Linked DNA regions of Zea mays: region 1 is linked to region 2. The links are chromatin contacts, called in public HiChIP or PLAC-seq maps. All regions are on one chromosome and are shown on one strand. Each heading gives the region's core, a stretch centred on a gene start, on an enhancer-like site or on the middle of the called end of the contact. The rest is flanking DNA. Distances are from core to core; before and after follow the strand shown. Region 1 holds the start of LOC100382075 (60S ribosomal protein L4-like). Region 2 holds the start of LOC100278243.

The links. HiChIP or PLAC-seq counts read pairs in DNA pulled down with a chosen protein or histone mark.
Region 1: a contact with region 2 is called in an H3K4me3 HiChIP or PLAC-seq map of leaf, with 6 times the contacts expected there. The contact joins the promoter of LOC100382075 here to the promoter of LOC100278243 in region 2. A contact is called at or near these places in 1 of 25 Hi-C or Micro-C datasets (leaf) and 1 of 3 datasets of contacts at active chromatin or transcription factors (leaf).

Annotation. Positions count from the first base shown.
Region 1 is chr7:10,448,675-10,452,811 of Zm-B73-REFERENCE-NAM-5.0, forward strand. It overlaps LOC100382075 (60S ribosomal protein L4-like), which reads left to right and starts at 1,653. Exons shown (of 2, transcript NM_001174838.1): 1 at 1,653-2,781. The coding sequence starts at 1,681.
Region 2 is chr7:10,079,215-10,083,206 of Zm-B73-REFERENCE-NAM-5.0, forward strand. It overlaps LOC100278243, which reads right to left and starts at 2,285. Exons shown (of 3, transcript NM_001151582.2): 1 at 2,227-2,285; 2 at 2,046-2,086; 3 at 1-354. The coding sequence starts at 291.

The DNA of each region.
Region 1 (4,137 bases), core at 403-2,902, 370 kb after region 2:
CCCGAACCACTTTCATAGCCGTTGGTGGAGGCTGCTGGCGATGGGAGCACCGGACAGTCCGGTGCGCCACCGGATAGCCACTGTGCACTGTCCGGTGCGCGCCACGTTAGCGCAACCGTTAGGGTTCGGAGCTGGTCGACCGTTGGAGCCTTTGTCGTCTGTCGCACCGGACAGACCAGTGCCCTCTGACTTTGCTGCTCTGACTTCTGACGTGGTACTGTTGCTCACTGTAGCTTTTGCAGAGTCGACCGTTGGCGCAAGGAGCCGTTGCTCCGCTGGCTCACCGGACAGTCCGGTGGCACACCAGACAGTCCGGTGAATTATAGCGGAGCGCGCCCTAGAATTCCCGAGAGTGGCTGGTTCGCAGTTGTACGGTCCTGGTGCACCGGACACTGTCTAGTGGCACACCGGACAGTCCGGTGCGCCATCGTTCAGCACACTCAAGGTTTTGCTCCAAATTTTGATTGATTCCCTAACTTGATTTCTTTATTGGTTTATGTTGAACCTTATGCATCTGTAATACATGAATTCTAGACAAACTTGTTAGTCCATGTGTTTGTGTTGGTCGTCAACCACCAAAATTAATAATAGGAAATGATTAACCCTATTTCTCTTTCAAGAAGCCTTAACCATTACACTAGATGCCTTTTCGCAATGTGAGGAAAATATAGAGGAAGAAAAACAATAATGTTCTTAGACTATCTCCAGTAGGGTGTGTAAAATAGAAAATGCGGAACTGTTTATGATATTGTTTGACACTGTTGCAGAGAGAAGTTTGAAATAGGGAATGAGATAGGGGATCTACTAAAGATAGTCTTAGGCTCTCTCCAACATTCCCCTATCAAATCACTCATTCATATTTAAATAAATCTCCCTATTTCTCTTCTCCAAACATTTCCCCTTTTACTCCACCTTATACCAACTATAGTACATAAAATACATATTTTAACTCTACTTAAAAATTTCTAAGAATTTAGACTACCTGCATCGCATCACTCTCCCCTTAAATTGTAGCGCGTGTACGTTCTAGCAGCCGAAGCGCTGCACACTGTAGTGCTACAGTAAAGGGAGTACATTAAGCGTGATGGAGCAAGGCCCCTTCTCTTGATTTATGTGTGTGTCCGTATTTAGCAATCAAATAAAAAGGTAATAAATGATGAATATGTATAGAAAATAATATTTTATGAAATTAGTGGGTTATATAGGAGAATATAGAGAGAATCGGTGTGGAAGATAAAAAAAAATAGGAGATGAAATGTTGGTGATATGACAAAAAAAAAATGATACACGGTAAAAATTTAGGTGGAAGGCGTGGGGATAGTTTCATAGGTCGTACACCAAACTCGAAGTGAGGGGGAGGTCTAGTTCAACGCCATATAAAGAGGAAAAAGGAAGCTCACGGGAGAAAGGGGAGATGAAGGGGGAAACATACACCGAATAAAGGGAGGGTGACTGTGAACCTTGGAGGTCGCCCCAACAGCGATCTCCAGGCCCAGCCCACCCGATTTTTCTCAAATCCCACCGCTTGTTCCAATCCAACGGACCAGATCGCTCCAACTAACCCCCACACACAAACCCTAGTCAGCTCCACCTATATAGCCTCTTCCCCTTTCGCCGCGCCTCCATTCGCACCACCGCCGCGCCGCCCAAACCCTAGCCGCCGCCGCCGCCGCCGCCGCCATGGTCGCCGTCAACCGCCCCCTCGTCTCCGTGAAGGCCCTAGAGGGCGACATGGTAACCGACGCCCCCGGCATCGCCTTACCGCCCGTCTTCGGGGCGCCGATCCGCCCCGACGTGGTCAGGTTCACCCACAAGCTGCTGTCCTGCAACAAGCGCCAGCCCTACGCAGTCTCCCGCCGCGCCGGCCACCAGACGTCGGCCGAGTCCTGGGGTACCGGCCGCGCCGTGTCTCGTATCCCCCGCGTCCCCGGCGGCGGCACCCACCGCGCCGGCCAGGGAGCGTTCGGCAACATGTGCCGCGGCGGGCGCATGTTCGCGCCCACCAAGATCTGGCGCAAGTGGCACCGCCGCGTCAACATCAACCTCCGCCGCGTCGCCGTCGCCTCCGCGCTCGCCGCCACCGCCGTCCCGGCCCTCGTCCAGGCGCGCGGCCACCGCATCGAGTCTGTCCCCGAGATGCCCCTTGTCATTTCCGACTCCGCGGAGTCCATTGAGAAGACCTCCCAGGCGCTCAAGATCCTCAAGCAGATCGGCGCCCACGCCGACGCCGAGAAGGCCAAGGACTCCGTCGGCATCCGCCCCGGCAAGGGTAAGATGCGCAACCGTCGCTACATCAACCGCAAGGGCCCGCTCATCGTCTACGGCACCGAGGGCTCCAAGGTCGTCAAGGCCTTCCGCAACCTTCCCGGTGTGGATGTTGCCAACGTCGAGCGCCTCAACCTACTAGACCTTGCCCCCGGTGGCCACCTTGGGCGCTTTGTGATCTGGACCCAGAGCGCGTTCAATAAGCTCGAGGAGGTGTATGGGAGCTATGACGCCCCGTCGCAGAAGAAGAAGGGCTTCGTGCTGCCGAGGCCTAAGATGTCCAACGCTGACCTGGGCAGGATCATCAACTCTGACGAGGTGCAGTCTGTGGTGAAGCCACTCAACAAGGAAGTGAAGCGCAGGGAGAAGAGGAAGAACCCACTCAAGAACATGGCTGCTGTGCTCAAACTCAACCCCTACCTCGGCACTGCCCGGAAGATGGCCACCCTTGCTGAGGCTGCTCGTGTGAAGGCCAGGAAGGCGAAGCTCGACTCCAAGAGGACCAAGCTTACCCCGGTATGACCATTTCCTGATCAATTTCAATTCTGTCGCGAGTACTGGATATGGTTACTTAGATAGGATCTGTTTAGTTCTGTAGTTTTGTGATATTTATTACATTTCCTGACTAGTTCCAAAGCGCACCGCACATGGATTAGTCCATCTGATATGATCTTGCAGTAGTGGTTCAAGAGGTGATCTAGTTTGCATTAGTTTGATGTGTACCTATAATTACTCTTTATTTTGCGTTGCACAATTGATTTATAATTTACTAGCTTAGTGTTTTTGTTGTCCTTGTCAAAGTTTTGTTAGACATACTATGTCCCTCTAGTTGGCTGGAGAAATGCTAGTAATATGATTGTCGATATTTTGATCCCTGGATCCTAACCAACTAGTGAATTAGTACTGCGTGTCCTGTTCTAGATGGGTGACGCAAGAAGACACAAGGTTTATCCTGGTTCGGTCAATAGAAGGCCTTACTTCCAATAGAGGGGGATCAGACTTATATTATCTTGCACCTAAGTGCTTGTAGTAGGGGTATAAGCTAGTCGAGAGAGGAAGTGGATCCCAAGTCTCTGAAGATGATTGAGGCAAGTGCCAATATCGGTTGTGGAGGGCGAAAATCTATGAAGTGTTGTTCTCCTCCTGTCCACCTGGAAGCCCTAGACTCCTTTTATAGCTTCAAGGAGGGATCCTAGGAGCACCAAGGTTTGTCGTAATGTGGAGAGGAGGCGAGCCCTAGCCCCTATAGCAGTATGGCCACCAGGAGCACCAAGGTTTGTCGGGGGCTCGGACGCGTGCCCGAGCCCATCTTGTGGATGTGTTGTCCGAGCCATAGTTGTTGAAACACCCATAAATATGGTGAAAAACATATTGTAATTCGTCCCATATGGCCTAAAGCAGACTTGACACATTTCTGTAGTCGTTCCATTGCCAGCTGTCTCTGCGGAGAGGTTGGTGGCGTCGAGCGTCCTTTTGTCGTTGTTATCTAGGTCGAGGCCATGCTTGGGTGAGATGGAGGGTCCCTCTCGAGGCTATGGCCGGACTTGTGTTGGGGCATTCAATCGTGTAGGGAGTGGTTAGAACAGTTGACAGAGTGGCCTCCAGCGGGGTACGCGGGGAGTTGGTGGCTGTTGGCAAGGCTATTGGCCGAGGCCTAGCTCAGGTGGAGTCTTCTCCCGAGGCTGAAGCTGCTCTTTGGGCGAAGCGTAGTTTTCTCTCGAGGGTGAGGCTGTGCCCAGATGTGTGCGTGCCCCATCCAAAGTTGTTCGAGAACAGTGACCAGAGTGGGGGAGCAGTGTCCGGTATTCACGGGCGTGCATCATCGAAGTTGGTGAAATTACATGGGACCGTGGTCCCATCGTCCTTTGTTGA
Region 2 (3,992 bases), core at 1,035-3,534:
GTTCTTGGTAAGATCATTGCATCTGCTACTTAAAGGCCTATGGAAGTGATCGCTATTGATGGCATTCCTAGCAGACACCTTCAGAGGCAACTCATTCTTGGTTAACTGACGAACTTCATAAGCGGGTACTTTCTGTTCTTTGCCTGTTCTTCTAACCAAATCATTGGGTGGAATCCTACTTGCTTCTAGTTTTCTCTTGACAGTTCTAGCACCAGTGGAAGCACAAATATTGGCTGCTTTCCTCTTAGCGTAGTGATCAGCCTCTTCATAGGCTTGATGGTCCTGTTCCATCACAAATTTTGAGTGATGAGAGGAGCAGTCAGCAAATCAGATTGGATCATTCAGTTCAATGACCTGAAAAAGGGAATGATACCGATGAAATACTTTCTCAAAGAAAGGGAAAAAACTGGTAATGACGGGATAGTGCAGAGATTGTTATGCCAGATACTGAAGTCAAGCAAATGCTCATGGTGAGAGGTACCCCTGATTCACCATCACTCACTTATTGTAGCGCAAAATTTCTATAGTAAATGTTCAGTTTATAATAAGTTGAAGATAAGGGAATATTCAATTTTCAACAAGTGTTAATGCTTTCACAAGACCAAACCAAACCATATAATGCAAAAAAGCTTAAATATTTATCCACACTTTGTCCATTATCTGTTTCCGAATTCCTAACTTCTATTAATTGGGCATGAAACATATTCGTTTCATTAGAGAAAAAAAATCATTTCATAGTGTGACACAAAGATAGCATTATGCATAAAAATTGGATGAGAAACACAGAAAAGAGCTGAAGGCAGAGTCCTATAATCTGGTGAGCAAATAAATGAAGGCAGAGTTCATAGTGTCCATGTCCAACATTCAAGGTTGCCAACATGAACCAAGAAATGTTTGGTAAATGTGACTGAAAAAGATTCAGTGGCATTAGAAGCAAGATCTTGTCCCTCACTCTGAGATGCATTCTTAAAACTACTTGTCTTACTGTCAAAGATATACCAGGAGAAAATGAAAAAAATGAGAACTTGAGCCTTTTAGGTTGAGTGCTGAGCGGGTATCAAACAGTCATGTAGGAAAAAATATTAAAATAAATGAGCCTAAAAATAGGTGAATCAACTAAGAATTTCTACATAGTACAAGGAAATCAGGGCTTATATGTGAAGCAGGCTTGGGGGTAAAGATTCAATCCCCTGCATGTTATTAGATGTGACCAAATTATCTAAACAGGATAACTAAAACCACTTTAGCGAAATCGCCTCCTGCTCTGACGTCAATCTAAGAGGCTGAAGCAGGAGCAATTCCCCTGATGGGCCAGAAACAGAAGATAATCCATACAGGTTGGAAACTTTTGTTCTTGAAAAATTCAAACCACTTGCAACCTGTTAGACAGAACAGATGCCACACAACTTCAGCTAAAAGCATGCCTTAAATTCTAACCAATCAGAAGCACAATCAAGATTCCTGATAGCAAAAGAAGAACAGCACACGAGCTCAATCTGGAGTCGTGGATGGAAAAAATGAACATAAATCTAATCATGTATCACACTGGAAAGGCAAAACAGGAACTCAAATGGAAGAAGAAATAAAGAGAGAAATAAGTTGCTTGTTCGAATCTTGATAAAAAAATGTGTAGCAATTGACTAGAAGATTTGATTTAATCCTAATCCAACCAAACTGCAACGTGGAAAGAAACTCCAAGAAACTAACAAGAAACCGATATGACCTTAAGCAAACCAAATACTGGGGCTTGCAGATCCGTGAGCACTAAATAAATCACTTCAAGAAGTCTCTTTTTAACATAGATCTGGGGAAACAAAATCTGGATTGTCTAACTGAATTACTGAAAGGAGACAGACAGCAGCAGCTCAAATTGAATTCCGGACACAACTTACATACATGCAAACTTTGAAGTGAAGGAATCCACGAAATCTGATCTAAGCAGTTTCACCTGAAGCAAACCAACCCAAGTACCCAATCAACTCGCCTTGTCAATATAGGAACTCTCTCCCTCACCCCCACCCCACACAAAAAAAAACCCGACTTACTTCTGATGAACCGAGATTGAACTGTTCTTCTTCCGACCGATCTGAGATGAATTACATGGCCACAATCCGAAACGGCAGCCAAGAAACAAAGAGATAGAAATAATTATTTTCCCCAACTAAACTCCTAAAATAGAAATAGAAATTGGATGAGAAGAAATTTACAGCACCAAAGGCGACCAACCTTAGGGTAGCGAAAGACTAATCTGGCGGCTAGCAAGCAATCGAGGCGCCTAATTCCGGGCCAACCGTATGAGAAAATGGAGTGCTGGCTCGTTCTGTATATTGGCCGTTTCTTCCGGTTCTTGCTTTCCTGTTTCTTGCGTTTGTCATGGGAATTTCGTTTTTAATTTAGTTTTAAGGTCCTTTTTTTAAAGAAAATACATTTGATTAATCACCATATGTACCACAGAAAAAAGAGTAAAGTGTTTTAAAATTGTGTCATTTTGGTTCATAAACTCTTAAAATATGTCTTTTAAAAGCTCAATATCTGTTCAGGTTTCTATTACGTACTAACAAGTTGTTATGGTCCACATGGTTAGTCACTATGGTCTGTTAGACCCCATCCACTCTTATCTCTCCTTCGACGACGGATATGTAGGCCGCAACAATCCATTAAAACATAGTAGAGATTCAAACAAAGATTAAACTCTTAACAGACATACTTTAAAAGTTTATGAACCGGATTGACACAATCAGACAAGTTTAAAGATCGATAGTGAACTTTACTCATAGAAAAACCCAAATAATATGTTGGTATTTAAGTAAACCGACAGAAATTTTCTGTCGGTGCGAAACATCTAGGCCCCTAAATAGTATTTTGGTAACTAATGACACTTACATGTAGACTAACGAATTCTTGTAGAAAATAAGAATACATGTTGGGCCATTGAAAGTTGAACTACATTGAAAGTCTTGGAGACTTTGGCATTGATTGTGGAACAACTCAAGGCAAAGGTAACGTATATAGTTTTTACTTTTACCGATCAAAAAGGTGATTAGAGAAGTAAGTTGACTGGATTAGTAGGCTAGATAGCCATAATATTGAGATGGGTCAATGCTGTTTACTTGATAATAAACTTAATGCCTCATAGAGCATATAGATGTTGCATGCACGTGAGAACTAACAACACTTCTGAAATTGTGAAAAGAAAATCTTTTCAAAAGCTATTTGGAAAGTGGCTAAGTTGTCTGAAGGTCGGACCATCCGGACCAGGAGGTCAGACCGTCCGCGTGTCTTCAGACTGGTCCGAAGTTGTACAATAGCATGTGTTCTTAGGAGTGATCTGAAGTGTTTGTACTGCGGACCACCTGGGCTAGGCCAAGTGGCTGGACCCTTCGACGGTACTGATCAGGAAAGGTCCAATTTTTGCATAGTCCCTGAGTTGTTGTACGAACCATCTAGCCGAAGAGTGCAGACCATTTGCAGGTGTCCATATTGATTTGAGCAGAGACTATATATGTGATTCTAGTAGTTTGTATTGCAGACCGTCCGTGCTCATGCCATAGGTAGTACTAACTCATAGGTCGTGGACTGTCTAGTCATGCTCGGCGAATGGTCCGCCCGTATTAAAATCAGGTGGGTAGAGCTCATGGTATTCAAGTTCCCAGGTCACGGACTAGCTGGTCAGGGTCGACAGGCCACCTGTGTCTTGCTTTTCTGACAGCTATAACACACTTTTCAAACAAAAGTAGCTGTTAAAGTGAAGGGCGAACCATCTGGCCCTAGAGCACGGACTGTCCGCGAATGCGTAGAAAGTGGACAGTTTGCCCATAACGTCTAGTTGTGTTTGGAGGGCTATAAATAGAAGTGGTGTTCCTAGTTGTGTTTGGAGGGCTATAAATAGAAGTGGTGTTCGTGTGTGGTAGCTCTCTTGGCCATTCTTTGCACACATTAAGCACACTTGAATCTTCCAAACACTCTCACTCACAACTGTTGATTGGGATTGC